2 separate regions of the Mus musculus genome follow, and region 2 is linked to region 1. The links are chromatin contacts, called in public HiChIP or PLAC-seq maps. All regions are on one chromosome and are shown on one strand. The core of a region is the stretch at or near the end of the contact, and the rest is flanking DNA. Distances in the headings are between cores, read along the strand shown. Region 1 overlaps Rin2 (Ras and Rab interactor 2). Region 2 has its middle 14 kb from the start of Ralgapa2.

The links. HiChIP or PLAC-seq counts read pairs in DNA pulled down with a chosen protein or histone mark.
Region 2: an HNF4G HiChIP or PLAC-seq map of pancreatic cancer cells shows a contact between it and region 1. The contact joins two enhancer-like sites.

The regions. Positions count from the first base shown.
Region 1 is chr2:145,840,032-145,847,043 of GRCm38.p6, forward strand. It overlaps Rin2 (Ras and Rab interactor 2), which reads left to right. Exons shown (of 13, transcript NM_028724.4): 5 at 4,680-4,872. Among named protein-coding and RNA genes, the nearest start is that of Gm39954, 51 kb to the right of the region's middle. Within about 2 kb of position 3,575, at least 55 of the 459 cell types and tissues checked have an H3K27ac peak or open chromatin away from gene starts, as enhancers often do. A contact at or near this core is called in pancreatic cancer cells, where this site is marked.
Region 2 is chr2:146,522,531-146,529,542 of GRCm38.p6, forward strand. No RefSeq gene overlaps it. Among named protein-coding and RNA genes, the nearest start is that of Ralgapa2, 14 kb to the left of the region's middle. Within about 2 kb of position 2,806, at least 21 of the 459 cell types and tissues checked have an H3K27ac peak or open chromatin away from gene starts, as enhancers often do. A contact at or near this core is called in pancreatic cancer cells, where this site is marked.

The DNA of each region.
Region 1 (7,012 bases), core at 2,325-4,824:
GGGGCAACAGGTGCTTGAGAGCTCTGTTGGAATACTCAGCTGTCTAACTCAGAGCCACGATGCTGGGCTGTTGTTTCCATGGCAACAGATGTAGGCTATGAGTTTTCCAGTGGGTATTTATTCTCCTCCCATTGTCCCCTGCCCTCTCCTGCTTCCCACTCTCTTGCTAACCCCCCTCCCCTCAAGTAGTCCCTTTTGCTTTCATGTCATATGTGTGCATTGTTAAATGTAGATGCTTCACATGAGAGAAAATATACAATATCTTGTCTTCTGTTACTCTTTTCCGTCCCTCCTCCATTTAAAACCCCCTGTGTCCTGCTGGACTCCTCCTCTTTTCCTAATGGTCTTTCTTCCACTGGACTTAGCATACATTCACAATCCTTTCTTGCTCTCGGGCAGGTGAGCCTTAAGGCAGAGTCACCACCTGGTGTTGAAGGTACCATTTACAAATAAAACAGTAACGCTCAGAAAAGGAGCTGGCCCAGGTCTCACATGTCTGGACCAGCTAAGAGAGAGACTTCAGGCTTCCACCCTGGAGGCTGGCCCTTGGGCCAATACACTGTGACCATGTCATTAAGTGCCTGGATTTTATCATGTGATGCCTTACTAACGTTCTGAGCCATGCAACCTCTGTCAGCATTCATTTACATAGAGACACCTGTCTGTCTGTCTTAGAAGTCACTGGTTTCTATTACTCTCAGATAGGTCTGTATTGGGTGGAATTCTGCAGAAGCAGAGGGATTCTTGTGCAGATGGTTTCGAGAGAGAAGAGCTTGGGAGCAAGGGGATAGACAGAAAGGGAAACAAGGCCCACAAAACCAAAAACCAAACAAACAAACAAACAAGCCAAAACCTCTAAATCTCACTCCAGAGACGCCCCATCTTGAGACAAGAAGGTCATGCCTGCTGGGCAGTGGTGGCACACGCCTTTAATCCCAGCACTTGGGAGGCAGAGGCAGGCAGATTTCTGAGTTCGAGGCTAGCCTGGTCTACAGAGTGAGTTACAGGACAGTCAGGGCTACACAGAGAAACCCTGTCTCAGAAAAAAAAAAAAAAAGTCACTCCCTTCTCCAGCCACACCTGTATGTCTGGAGCAATGATTGCTTCCCAGGGAGATGGCACAGCAATCTCAACCTGTAGGTCACCACCCCCTTGGGGGTTACATATCAGATATTCTGCATATCAGATAATACATTATAATTCATAACAGTAGCAAAACTACGTTTATGAAGTAGGAATGAAATAATTTTATGCTTGGGGATCACCACACGAGGAACTATATTAAAAGGTCGTAGCTTTAGGAAGGTTGAGAACCACTGGGTTAGATACAGCTTCACAGGCATTTCCAGGAGAATGAGGAGGCTCTCCGCTGTTGGTAGCCAGTGCCCCTAACAACCAGGGTGTGGGCTCCTGTCCTGGAGAGAGAACTCAGGAGGGGTTGGGAGCATGCACCTGACAGTCCGTATTTCACCCATCAGCTCTTTTCTGAAGATTATCCCTGATAAAAGCCACTTTGTCCTGTAATAATACGCTATAAACCTCACGTGGCCGGTTAGATCAAGTCAATACCAAAGACTAATTGCCAGGTCTAATTTATGGTTTCTTCTTTATGAGGCTCCATGAATCTTACTCACCCTCTTCCTGTCTGGGCCCTGACTGCTTAGGCTGAGGTCAATCATCAGAGCAAAGAGCATTAAAAAAACAAAACAGAAAAACCTCAAGCTGGGGAGGAAGGTTCGTGGGATGTGACTGTCTGGGGAGAAACAAAACACCTTCTTGCCTGACACATGGGAGAGGAACGTCATTGTGTTAGACACTGTCAGATTTGGACTTGTTAAAATATGGTAAATTAGTGTTGACTGGAAATGTTGGGCTATGGTTTTTGAGTTGGTTTGGTTTGGTTTGGTTTGGTTTGGTTTGGTTTGGTTTGGTTTGGTTTGGTTTGAAGTGCTGAGGAACCTACTGAGGGCTTTGAACATACTAGGCAAGTGCTGTATTCCCATATCTCCCTGACTCTGAAATAATGATTTTGAACTTCAAGCATCTCTTTAGTGGCATGTTACCATCCCCTCCTCCAGCCCCCTAACAAAAACAAACAGCTAACTGATCAGAACCCAAAGTGCACGTTTCCTACTTAGCTCTGCAGCCAAGTGACACATACATCGGAGTCCTCAGATGTACAAGATGCATGTTCCCCAGAGTCTGGGAGAACTGCAGCGGCTCTGGTCCACCAGGACCTACAGAATCAGAATTGTGGGGGTCAAAACCAGGAGCCTGTGGCTGCACCAGTCCCCAGAGGATCCCCACACTCAAAAATTTGGCAAGGTGTAAAGCCTTTAAATGTGGGTCCAGTTGGATTCCCCTGCATTCTCATACCCACATCCTGCCTCAAAGTGTCATTGACTTGACCTGGGGAGCAGTGTCACTATTGACTCTTAAGTTTCTCTGATGATCCCTGTAAATGGCCAGGGTAGAGAGGCAGTGGTCGTCAGGTAACTCACCTGTGCAAAAGGGATTTTAGCATCAGCTTTCCTTGGAAGAGTTTGTTCTTTTACCTCTTATGAATCGTCACTTTAGAACACCCAGAGGGACTTCAGTGGCTTTTGCATAAAGGACAGCTGTAATCTCACTGGCTTGATCTCCTGGGTTCAACTGATCTCTCTACCTCAGCCTCGTGCATAGATGGTGCTTTAGCTATGCATCTAGAAGAAAAATGAAATATGGGGCTGTTTAGATTGGTATAAAACCAAGACACTGGGGCCAGGGGTGGGATGGTCTTCCCAGGGCTCTGGTTCTGTCTCCATGATGTCAGCACGGCTTGGCTGTTTCTGAGGCCTGACATCACCCACATAGACAATCTCATGTCTCCTTTCTGCAACCCTCCACTCTTCCATCCTCCCCAATCTTGAGGCTTTATCTAGTGCACACCCTGGGTGTGTGTTTGATGACTGAATATATCCCACACTGAGCATGCGTTCCTGCTGCCTGTTCCAGGACTGTGCTAGGGACTTGTTCATTCCAAGTCAGGAACGATATCAGTGTTAGGAGAAGGAGAGAGTCCCCAGAGCTAAGCCACCTTGGACTAGAATTTCAGGACTCTTCTCCCTAGCACGTACATGCTCTTGATCAAGATCTGGCCTCTGATCCTTTTTTTGTGCTGTGTTCTGTTGTGTTTTTGAAACAGTATCTCACCTGTAGCCTTGGCTGGCCTGGAACTCACTATGTAAATCAATCTGGCCTCCAACTCAAAACCAGCCAAACTTCTGGGGTTAAAGGCCTGTGCTACACACTTGGCTGCCTTGGATTTCTTGGTCCTTCTTCCTCCATTTCTAAGTGCTAGACTTACACCGGTCATACGTGTGTGTGCCTAGACCATCACCCTCTTTAAAACCAGCATCATAGTACATAGTGTGGTACTTCAAGAAGTAAATGATTGATTGCACGCTGGCAGAGTCCAGCAGCTCCATACATCCTCAGGCTTCAGTTTGCTCACTCCTCACCTACAGTTAAGTGTTGGCAGTGAAGGAGGCTTATTTGTCGATATGATTCACAGACCACAAAACCTCTCCATTTGTAGGACATGAGTCATTCCGGAGTTTTTAGTGGATTCATGACATTGTGTAGTCCTTGTTGTTACCACGTACCACATTCCCTACAACTCCCAAAGACACCTGGTACCTGTTTGTAGTTGATTCTCATCTCTCTCTTCTTTAATCTTAGCCAACCACTAACCTACTTTCTCTCCCTAAGACTTTTCCCATTCTGAACTTGTACAATTGAGTCAGATAATACTGTGACCTTAGCTCAGTGCCCCGTTGCCCCACCACCACAGCAGGTGACAGACTCACACACCTGGCTCTTCTCACTTAGCATGCTGTTCTCCAGGGGCATTGTGTGGTAGCCTTCCACTTTGTAGCTGAGTAATCTAGCTTAGCCTCTTATCAGTAGTCACATTTTGGGTTGCATCTCTGTTTTTTTTTTAATGTTTTTTTTAATTGTTTATTTGTGGGGTTCGGGTTGTTTGTTTGTTGCTGTTGAGGCAAGTTCTCACTATGTTCCCCCATCTGACCTTGAATTCACAGAGATCTGCCTTAGCTCCACTGCCTGACTGCTGAGATTAAAGGCATGTGCCACTTCACCACACCCAACTATAAAAAGCTTTTAGGGCACATATTTGTTGGCTTTTATGAATAATGTCATATAATTTTACGAACATCGCATACAGCACCACTGAATTATGATATTTTATTATCCATAATGTTGGGGATAAAGAATATTTAGGTTTGTAAGAAGAAATGAAAACCAGTAATTTAGATACAGAACAAATATCCTTAAGTGTGTTTTGACTGTAATACAGCTCAACAGAACTTGTGTTTGTGACAAGTGCTTTTAAGCATTGAGACTTCAGGCATCAGAAAGCCTGAAATTTAGCAGTTTGAAGTTCTGTCCTCCAAGTAGCAAATACTTTAGCCCAAAGACAAACAAGCCTAAGCCAAACAGTTTATGGTACTTAGGACCTTTTGAAAATACGGGAGAGTAAAATAAGAAATGAATCTGTCCTCCATACTTTTTGACTGGAGGGCGGTGACCCCATTGTATACATATGCTGTGACAGATCTGTCCAGTAAGTTTCAGGGAACAGCATCAGTCATTGAGCCCTGTTCTTTTCTTTATTCTAGCATGGTGAGACACAAGGATGGTGGCTACTCTGAAGACAAGGATGGGAAGACATGTCCCCGAGACTCTGGCTATGACAGCCTCTCCAACAGGCTCAGCATTCTGGACCGGCTCCTGCATACCCATCCCATATGGCTGCAGCTGAGTCTGAGTGAGGAGGAGGCAGCAGAGGTCCTGCAGGCCCAGCCTCCAGGGGTAAGAGCCAAAACTCGGGAGCTGAGGCAGGTATGCTGCTGCCTGACAAAGAAACAGTTGGGAAAATTGCCAGAAAGTTCTTTCCAGCTCCTGGGTCATATGGCTTCCAGTATAGACATCAAATACAATGCAGGAAAACTCTGGTCCATAAGGCAGTCTCTAGGAGTAGATTCCTTTCCAGGCCTGTCTTCATCTTCTCAATTATGGGACTGTATGGCTCAGCAGGGTGCCAGGGCATCAAAGGAAGGAAGCGGAGCCCCTGGCCAGAGGTCCAGGCCTGACCTTCTGAGCCTGCTTCTGGATCCCTGGTTGTCCCCTATGCTCTTCTTTCACTCTGAGTTAAGAAACCCTGTGAGGTTCAGTCATTCATCTGGGAATACAACCTTAGAAAGGTCTGTGACCAGAGGCTTGTCTTCTTGGGCTGCCCGTCTTCTCCTTGACTTTTCAGTAGCTTTCCATGTCAATCAAAATCTGATTGTGTTTCAGCAGCTACTACCTATCCGCGACCATTGCTTCCCCTTAGTCAGGCTACTCACTGTAGCTAGACATGGCAGCTTATATCTGTAATCCTGGTACTTGGGAGACTGAGGCAGAAGGATCTAGGTTCAAGACCAGCCTGGGCAATGTAGAAAAACTCTGTGTGTGTGTGTGTGTGTGTGTGTGTGTGTGTGTGTGGGTGTATGTATGTGTATGTGTGTAGTATATTTTATATATATGTATATATATACATATATACATATATACTATATGTGTGTATGTATGTATGTATATATATGTGTATATATATATATACACAAATACATATATATACATATACACATACATACATATATGGCACTAGGGAATAGCTCAGTAGATAAGGCACTGGTCATATAAAGTATAAGAACTAGAGTATGGATCCACCAGCCAATCTGTGAGCTCTGGATTCAATTGAACAATCTCAGTAAATATAGCATAGAGTAATTGACAAAGATACCTGATATCAACTTTGGGTCTAAATAAATAAATAAATAAATACCACTTCACGGCTCCATTTCTTAAAAATAAACAGCAACAGCAAAACATTATTCATTGTGACTGGCATATCCTGTGTTGTTCACTGTGATAAGGTCTCACCTATATTGTAGCTATTTAAGTTCTAACACACTACAGTGAATGAAAATAGCAGCTCAGTTATGGACTTTCCCTAACCACATTTTCAGTACTCAGGGCTCACAGGAAGCTGCCATAGGGGAAGGTTCAGGATAGAGGCTCTCTGTCACTGTAGAACATCACTCTGTGCGATGTCCACTGCCAAACAGAAGACAAATACAATAAATCACAGACAAAATAAGGCTTAAAGCGTTTGATAGATACAAATAGATACAAAGTAACTAAGCCATACATGGATAGTATGGGGAAAAATTCTATTAACAGCTAGCTGAGGAATGTCATAGCAGCAGGGTACCAAATTCAGCTTTAGAGTCCTGCAGCTGCTAGGGCCTACCTCTGTCACTCTCTGTCCTTAGAAGTGAATCTGCCTGTCTTTGCTTCTTTCTTCCTTCCTAAATACAGAAACAGACAGGACTAAGAATTTCATGACATCAAGACCACTGGGGCTGTCAGTGCAGAGGTGGGCCTGCCATGTGCTGCTGTGTAGGTGGAGTCCTCCCAGCTCCAGGAAGGGCTATGAGGGGCACTATTTGATCATCCTTGGAAAGAATTCCCTAAGCAGCATACTGAGCTGTTGCCCCCAGGCTTGGTCTCTATGGTCAGAAACTTCTTCCTGGGAGCCTCTGCTTTCTACCAGTTGATTTATGTGCTTGTGCATCTCTGCCAAAAGTTCTGAAGCAGGACCTTACCAGGTAGTAGTTCCCCACCCTGCCCTGCTCCCCTCCTGGGTGGGGCATAGCCATTCCTGCTGAGGCTTGTATGAGGAGCAAGCTAGCAGAATAGTCTCTCTATCCACGTACCTGAGCTCTTGACAGAGCTTTCCTGACAAGATGGGGCAGGCTGAGGACAGGCGCCATGTGGACCAGAAGTGATGGTGGGGACTGAAGGAAAAGCAGGTGGCTAGAGGCCTGGTCCTGGTGGCGTGAATGTATGAATGTACTGAGGATGTTTCGGTACCCTTAATTAAGCAAGAGGTCTGTGGACAGCT
Region 2 (7,012 bases), core at 1,556-4,055, 680 kb after region 1:
ACATTCGTTTAAAAATCCAAATACCCAGTTCTAACTTAAGGACACGTCTGTGCTAGTTCAGAGCTGTCGTCTGTCTTTTGGGGGCAGATAGGAGAAAATGAGCAGACTTCTGGACTTCTTGCCTGCAGTAATTTCTCCTCACTTCAGCTATTTCCATTTTATGAGTTGAGATGTATTGCTCAATGAAAGACTAAAACTGTGGGTTGGCTCCCAGTCCTTCCAATCAAGCAAAGAAAACCACAAGCAATGCTAACAAGTCTTACTTACTATTTTCAGTTTCGGTGGTCCTTGATTTTTCCACTATTATTCAGATTTTTTTAACTTTTGAAAGTTTCTGATATTTACTATTTTTTTCACTAATGTAAATGTGACGTGCATTCACAAGTTGAATCCAAGTGTTAATTCTGTTTTGATTAATAAGATGAGAATACATTCAAAATAGATGTATGATGGGTATTATGTACTTTTTGGCTAATATCCACTTATCAGTGAGTATATACTATGAATGTCCTTTCGGGTCTGGATTCCCTCACTCAGGATGATATTTTCTAGTTATATCCATCTGCCTCTATCACAATCATCATCGTCATCATGAGCAGCAGCAGTGGTTTTTTTGAAGGCATGGAATTTTAAGGAGAAAACAGGGTAGTCTGTGCTAGGATGTGCTGGTAAATCCTGATTGGACAGGTTAGCCAGTGTAGACAGGAATGAGTCAGTGGCCAAATAAGGGAATGGACCTTGGGAGCTTGCTTTCACCTAACAGTTTTTAGCAAGGGAGAGAGAATGGGAAAGAGCAAAACCTGTCGGCACCATGTTGGCCCTGCTTGGGCCTGTTAGAGAGCGCTCCGCTTTCTCTTCATTAGTCTATCTTTTCATCTTCTACCTCGTTTGCAGCCCTTCTCCGTGAACAACACTAATGTTTATCACTTGTCATTGCCTTTCTTCATAAACTTTTAAAAATGGCTAATAGACTTATCTGATCCTTTTTTCTCAGCCAGTTTTCATACTCCAGAGAAGTCATTAACAAAGAGGAGACAGACCAGCCCTCATCTCAAAGAGCTCCCTGAGTGATGTGGGAGACAGATGACTACTTACATAGAAGCGATTGATAAGAGCAATTCATGAAGGGAAGGCAGTGAGGAAAAGAGGATTGGGCAGTGGGAATTAAGCAGGGTCAAACATGACACGTGAGTTGGGACAGGGAGCAAAAGAAAGGCAAAAGATGCAATAACAGGCCACGTGAGGCTTGGTAGAAACTTGGTTTTGTGGAATTACTACCTGATAGGCTTAGGCTAGGGGCTTCTCTCAACACTCGCTGCAGTGGGTCTCTCTTTGTTGTTCACACAGCTACTGCCCTAGGCTGCAGGCACCCAACTGCCTGTGAGTCTGTAAGCCTCACTTCCAAAGGAAGTGAGCACTGCTAAGCACTGCTCTCAGAGCTTTTGTAATCCACACATCCTTTATGATAGATGTACAACAGATATTCGATAACTAACAGGACCAATGAGTGCTTTCTCTCTTCCCATGGTCACCCTGGAATCAGAAGCATGCATTATAGACTTCTCATTAACTTTGTGGTGCAAGACAACTCCCCCCAAAACCCATAAGAAGGAAACCCTGCATTGCCTTGAGGGACTGAACTTTCCTTGGATACCCCCCACTATGCTGTCTTTCAACAGCATCAAGAATCTCCCTAATAAATCTCTTACTCAAAAAACCTCTTGCCTTGTTTCTCTCTTGAGCTTCACAAGTTGACTTGTTTCTCTTTTCCCTTTCCATCAGTTTAACCATAAGACCTCATAATGGCATTGCAAAATTTCAAAATTCTTAAAGGCATCATTTTATAGGGTGGAATGGTGAGTAGTTAAATACTCTCACTGTGATGTGTTACCTCAACACAGGTCCCAAAGTGACAGGACCAACAGGCCAGGAACCATAACCTTCACAACTACAAGTCAAAGCAAACCAATCTCTCTGTTAAGTTGGAAAACTAACACACCCTAACATTACCTGTGCAGTCTTAAGTGGGAGACATAATTCTCCAATCCTCTGCTTCTCACACCTATGAAAGGAGATTAAATTGTACATTTGAAAGGAGATAAACTAGGGTATTTATTTTAGGGCACAAACAAGCATTAAAGGAATCTTGCACAATGCCCAGTTTGAAGAAACTTCATAAATATTATTTTGTTTTTCTTTCTTCCAGACTTCCTTAAACATATGAACAGGGTGGCTCCTACAGGCTAAAACTGTGCGTTCATGTGTCCCTGTGTTTATGACTATGTCATCTGGTATGGAGGAAGGGGATGCCATTGCTGCACTTCCCATGATTTTACATAGCTTTCACTCAAGACATCAGCAGAATAAGCCGAAGCAAGGGTTTGCAGAGCCTCTGTTCCCTATGACAGTTAATCATTGTCAGCTCGACTTGATTTATAGTATATAAACCATATCGATAATTTCAGCTATAATCATAATAAAAATAATGTTTAGAGGCTTAAAGATTGGTATGAGTAACCTATCCAAAATATGCTGTACTTTTTAGTCTGTAACAGCTTGCACAAACTAGGCAAACCTCAAAGAGTTGCTTCTGTCACACTGGCCTATGGGCATGTCTATGGGCATTTTTCTTGGTTAATGATTTACATGGGAGGGTCTAAGCCACACACACACACACACACACACACACACACACACACACACACAGGGTACTTAAGAAAGGTCACTGAGCAAGCCCTAGGAGTAAGCCAATTGACAGCACTCCTCCCTGGCCTCTGATTCAGCTCCTGTTGCTGTTTGAGTTCCTGTCTTGGTTAACCTGTAAGCCAAACAAATATTTTCTTTTTCTCCATGATGGTTTGGGTCAGTGTTTTTATCACAGCAACAAAGACGCAAACTAGGGCAAATGTCAAGTGCTGTTTCTCCTCTCTCCGCCTCCGCCTCTGCCTCCCCCTCCCCCTCCCCCCCCTTCATCCCTCCCTCCCTTCCTTTCTCTCTCTCTCTCTCTCTCTCTCTCTCTCTCTCTCTCTCTCTCTCTCTCTCTCTCTCTCTCTCGTTTATTTTTTAAAGAGTCTAATGAGGAAGTATTTTATCCCCAATATTATCAACAAAAAGAGTAATGTCAATGATTTTGCTGAGTCACAAAATAGATATTTTTTTTCTGACTCCAGAAGAAAAAAAAAAGCATGCAAGAAGGACAGTGCTTTTTAAAAGCATAAACGACCCAAGTCATCTTTGGATATAGTATAAAAAATTCACTTGATACATTGTGCCATTGAATGAAACTAAACAAATTGGTCATCAAATGCCTCTAATCCTAGTATCTGTTATAACATTTGAAAGTGAATAATGATACATTCTAAAGATAAGTGCCAATTGTATCTATGAAAGGCAGAAATAGATTTGTTTTTATGTAAGAATCTTAAGGTTGCTCAAGCACTGGAACATTCAGGGATGACTTTCTACATCAGGACCTCTTGATCTCTGCAAGAGGAGCGACATGTGAAAGTAAAATGCCGGAGCCACAGAATACAAGGACTAAAGAAGAAAATTCTTCCTCATTGAAGATGGGTTATTAGCCATATTTTACAGCATTACAAAGTAGTATGTCTCATTATTTTAAGTATGAAGAGGAAGAGAATTTGGTGGCATACGCCTTTAACCCCCAGTGCTTGGGAGGCAGAGGCAAGTAGATCTCTGAGTTCAAGGCCAAGCTGGTCTACAAAATGAATTCCAGGACAGCCAGGGCTACACAGAGAAACCCTGTCTTGAAAAAACCAAAAAGGAAAAAGAAACAAAGAAAGAAAAACAAAAGAATTCAAAAATATTTCTCTGTTACTCTCCCACCCCCACCCCCCCACCTCCCTACCCCCGCTGCCTACACATACTTCCTTAAGAGCCTTGATTTCTCTCGCCTGTGTGTGTGACATCTTAGAACTAAATTGTGTCTTGTGGAGTGGTTTTGACTTACTAACAATTGGTTCCGTTTCTGAACACATAAATACTTTCAGAAATGCATTTGTAATCTGTTCTCCCCCACCCTACTATGACAATGGTCACTTGATTTGGGATAGTATAAAGCCCTTCAAGAAAATACCATGGCAGAAAAAAACCTCCACACCATCTGAATGCAATTCTTTAGGATGGTCATAGTTAGCCTTGAATTCATATATAATTATATAAATACAAATAAATGTTTGAAGCAAGGCTGTCCTCTATGAACCTGTCTCATTTGGTATAAACTTAATGGACCCACTTTGCTTCCATTCCATTTTTCTCTATTCATTTTCCAGGGAAATTTTGCAACTGCAGCCAGCCCATTATACTGCAATTGCTCAATGAGGAAAACCTTTGTTTTCTTTTTATTGAAAAATAAACTTTCCTCTTACATAATATATCCTGATTATGTTTCCCCTCCTTCTTCTCCAAGTTCCTTCCTCCCTACCCCCTCATTCTGATCCACCCCCTTTCTGTCTCTCATTAGAAAACAGACACTCTTCTAAATGAGGATAGGGTGGGATAGGATTGGATATAAGGTAAAACAAATACTAACTCATCACAATAGGATAAAACAAACAGAAGGAAAAGAGCCCAAGAAGAGGCACAAAACCTAACACTAAACTGGAAGCCATAATATAATACACAAAGGACATATAGGCTAATCAAGAAAGGGGGGGAGGGAGAGAGAGAATGTGTGTGTGTGTAATTAAAATTTAAAAATTAAATTAAAAATAAAGGAAAAGTTGCAATAACAGTATGAGATAGGGAACCTCCAAAGATGCCCTTGAGTTCATTTTCTGTTCAATATCTACTGGAGTCATGCACACTACCCTTAAAGTAGTCTGTATCCTCAGTGAGACTCCTTTGGAGGAAACTAAATTTATATTTGCAAAAGGTTATTAATTGGCGATTACATCAGGGTTAGGAAGAGAGTTATGAGTCCACTGCTCCTTTCTGCTCTAGGATTCCCATCTGCTGCAGGCTCATGCAGGCACTGTGCATGCTACCTCAGTCTCTGTGACTCATATGCATATCCATCATGTTGCTTTCGAGGGTCTTGCTTTCTTGGTGTCTTCTATCCCCTTTGGCTCTTGTGCTTGTCCAGCCTCTTCTTCCACAGGGCTCCCTGAGCTCTGAGGGGGGAGAGATTTGATGGAGACCCCTTTGGCCAACAACCAATTAGATGTAACCCAACCTCAGTACTGAAAGCTTCATTTGGTGACAAGAGATGGCCAAGTGGGGCTTTGTCGCCACCATTATTAGCCGATTTCATTTAGACTGCCTCCATATATGCATCTATTTTAGAAAGCTTCTATTGTATTAGGGTTCCATGCTACCTCTCAAATGGCCCTTACGTTTAGCTGTCTCTTCCCATATTTCTTCCCTTATTCCCCTCTTCCTTCCCTCTTCCCACTTGACACTCCCGTTCCAGTCCCCCTTGCCCCATTCATCCATAACCCATCTATTTCCCAGTCCTAGGGAGATCTACCTGCCCCCCAAGTCCCTTACTCTACTCCTAACCTCTTGCTTCTACAGATTATAGTTTGGTTATCATTCACCTAATCTATCATTGACTTAACAATAGCCACAAATAAGCAAATGCATACCACATGTCTCTCTCTGACAGTAGTCCACTAAATCTCTAAACCTGTAAACCAGCCCCAATTAAATGTTTTTCCTTATAAGAGTCACAGTGGTAATAGTTGTCTCTTTATAGCAATAGAAACCCTAAGACATGAACCATAGCAATTGTATTGTAATCTCAGAACCTATGAGACACTCTGTGGGGCAACAGTCCTCTTCCTAGCTGACCCTACCTTGGCTGAAGAACACTAGCTCAGCCTCATGTCTAATGTTAGAACTAATGTCAAGTTAGAAAGCAAAGGTCCTCTAGAAGCCTTCATTGTACGAAAGGCACACTGGGGAGGTCAGAGATCTTTAGTCGGGTTCTTGTTAACACAGACAAGACAAACTGTAGATTGACAGAGACGATCAGCAAGTAAAACTTGTATTTGGAATAGGAAGTATCTGAGAAAGTAAATGCATACTAAGTGTGTATGCATTTACTTTCTCAGATACACAGGCAGTCTGTGAGAGCCACCCTGTATCTGGGATGTTATTTTCAGGGTTTCAGAGACACTGATTAGGGAGACAAGTTTTGTGGGAATCATTTGACTAGTTCTACCTTTTATGCAGAGGTCTGGGGATCGAGCTGTTAGTGTTTGTTTACAAGCATGAGGATCCAAGTTCATATCCCTACTATCCACATAACTAGTCAGATCTGGTCTTGAGTCTCTATAACCCCAGTGGTGGGTGTTAAGAAAGGAGCATTCCAGGGGCTTGCTGGGCAGTCAGTCTAGCTGACTTGATGAGCCCCCGGTTCACTTAGAGACCATGTCTCAAAAGATAATGTGGGAAGTAATTAAAGAAGACATCCCACCTACACCTGGCCTCCACATGCACACACACCCCCCCCCACCTCACAGAGAGAGACAGAGTCACACACAGAGACAGAGACTCAGAGAGAGGGACTTAATCTACACAACAAACTATAGTATACATGAGTATAATTGGTTTAAGCTTCAGGGCATACATGGTGGAGTCAATTTCCCCTTAAGTTTGCCTTTACCAGTTGAGTGCCACCAGTGGAAGGTCAGCCACGTGCTGCCATTTGATGATAAGTGTAGGAAACTGCATAGACTCAGCAGCTTTGCACTTGGCAGTGATTTTAAACATCCTGGAGACTATCTGGGAGAACTGAGTCCCTTTCCATCCTGATTGTATGAGAAGGGTGGACAATTTGCCTCATTGTATGTAAAATAAGAAATGAGAATCCTTCCTGACTGCTTGCTCCTCACCTAGCAATCCTTTCTCACCTTGACCCCTGGAAGCATATTCAATGTCCTGACTTGAAAGAATTAAAAAAAAAAAAATGTGGCACTTGAAGCAATACTTGTTTGTCTCTTGCTTTGAAACATGAGACTCCAAGAAATAGCAATTTGTGCTTAGTCAG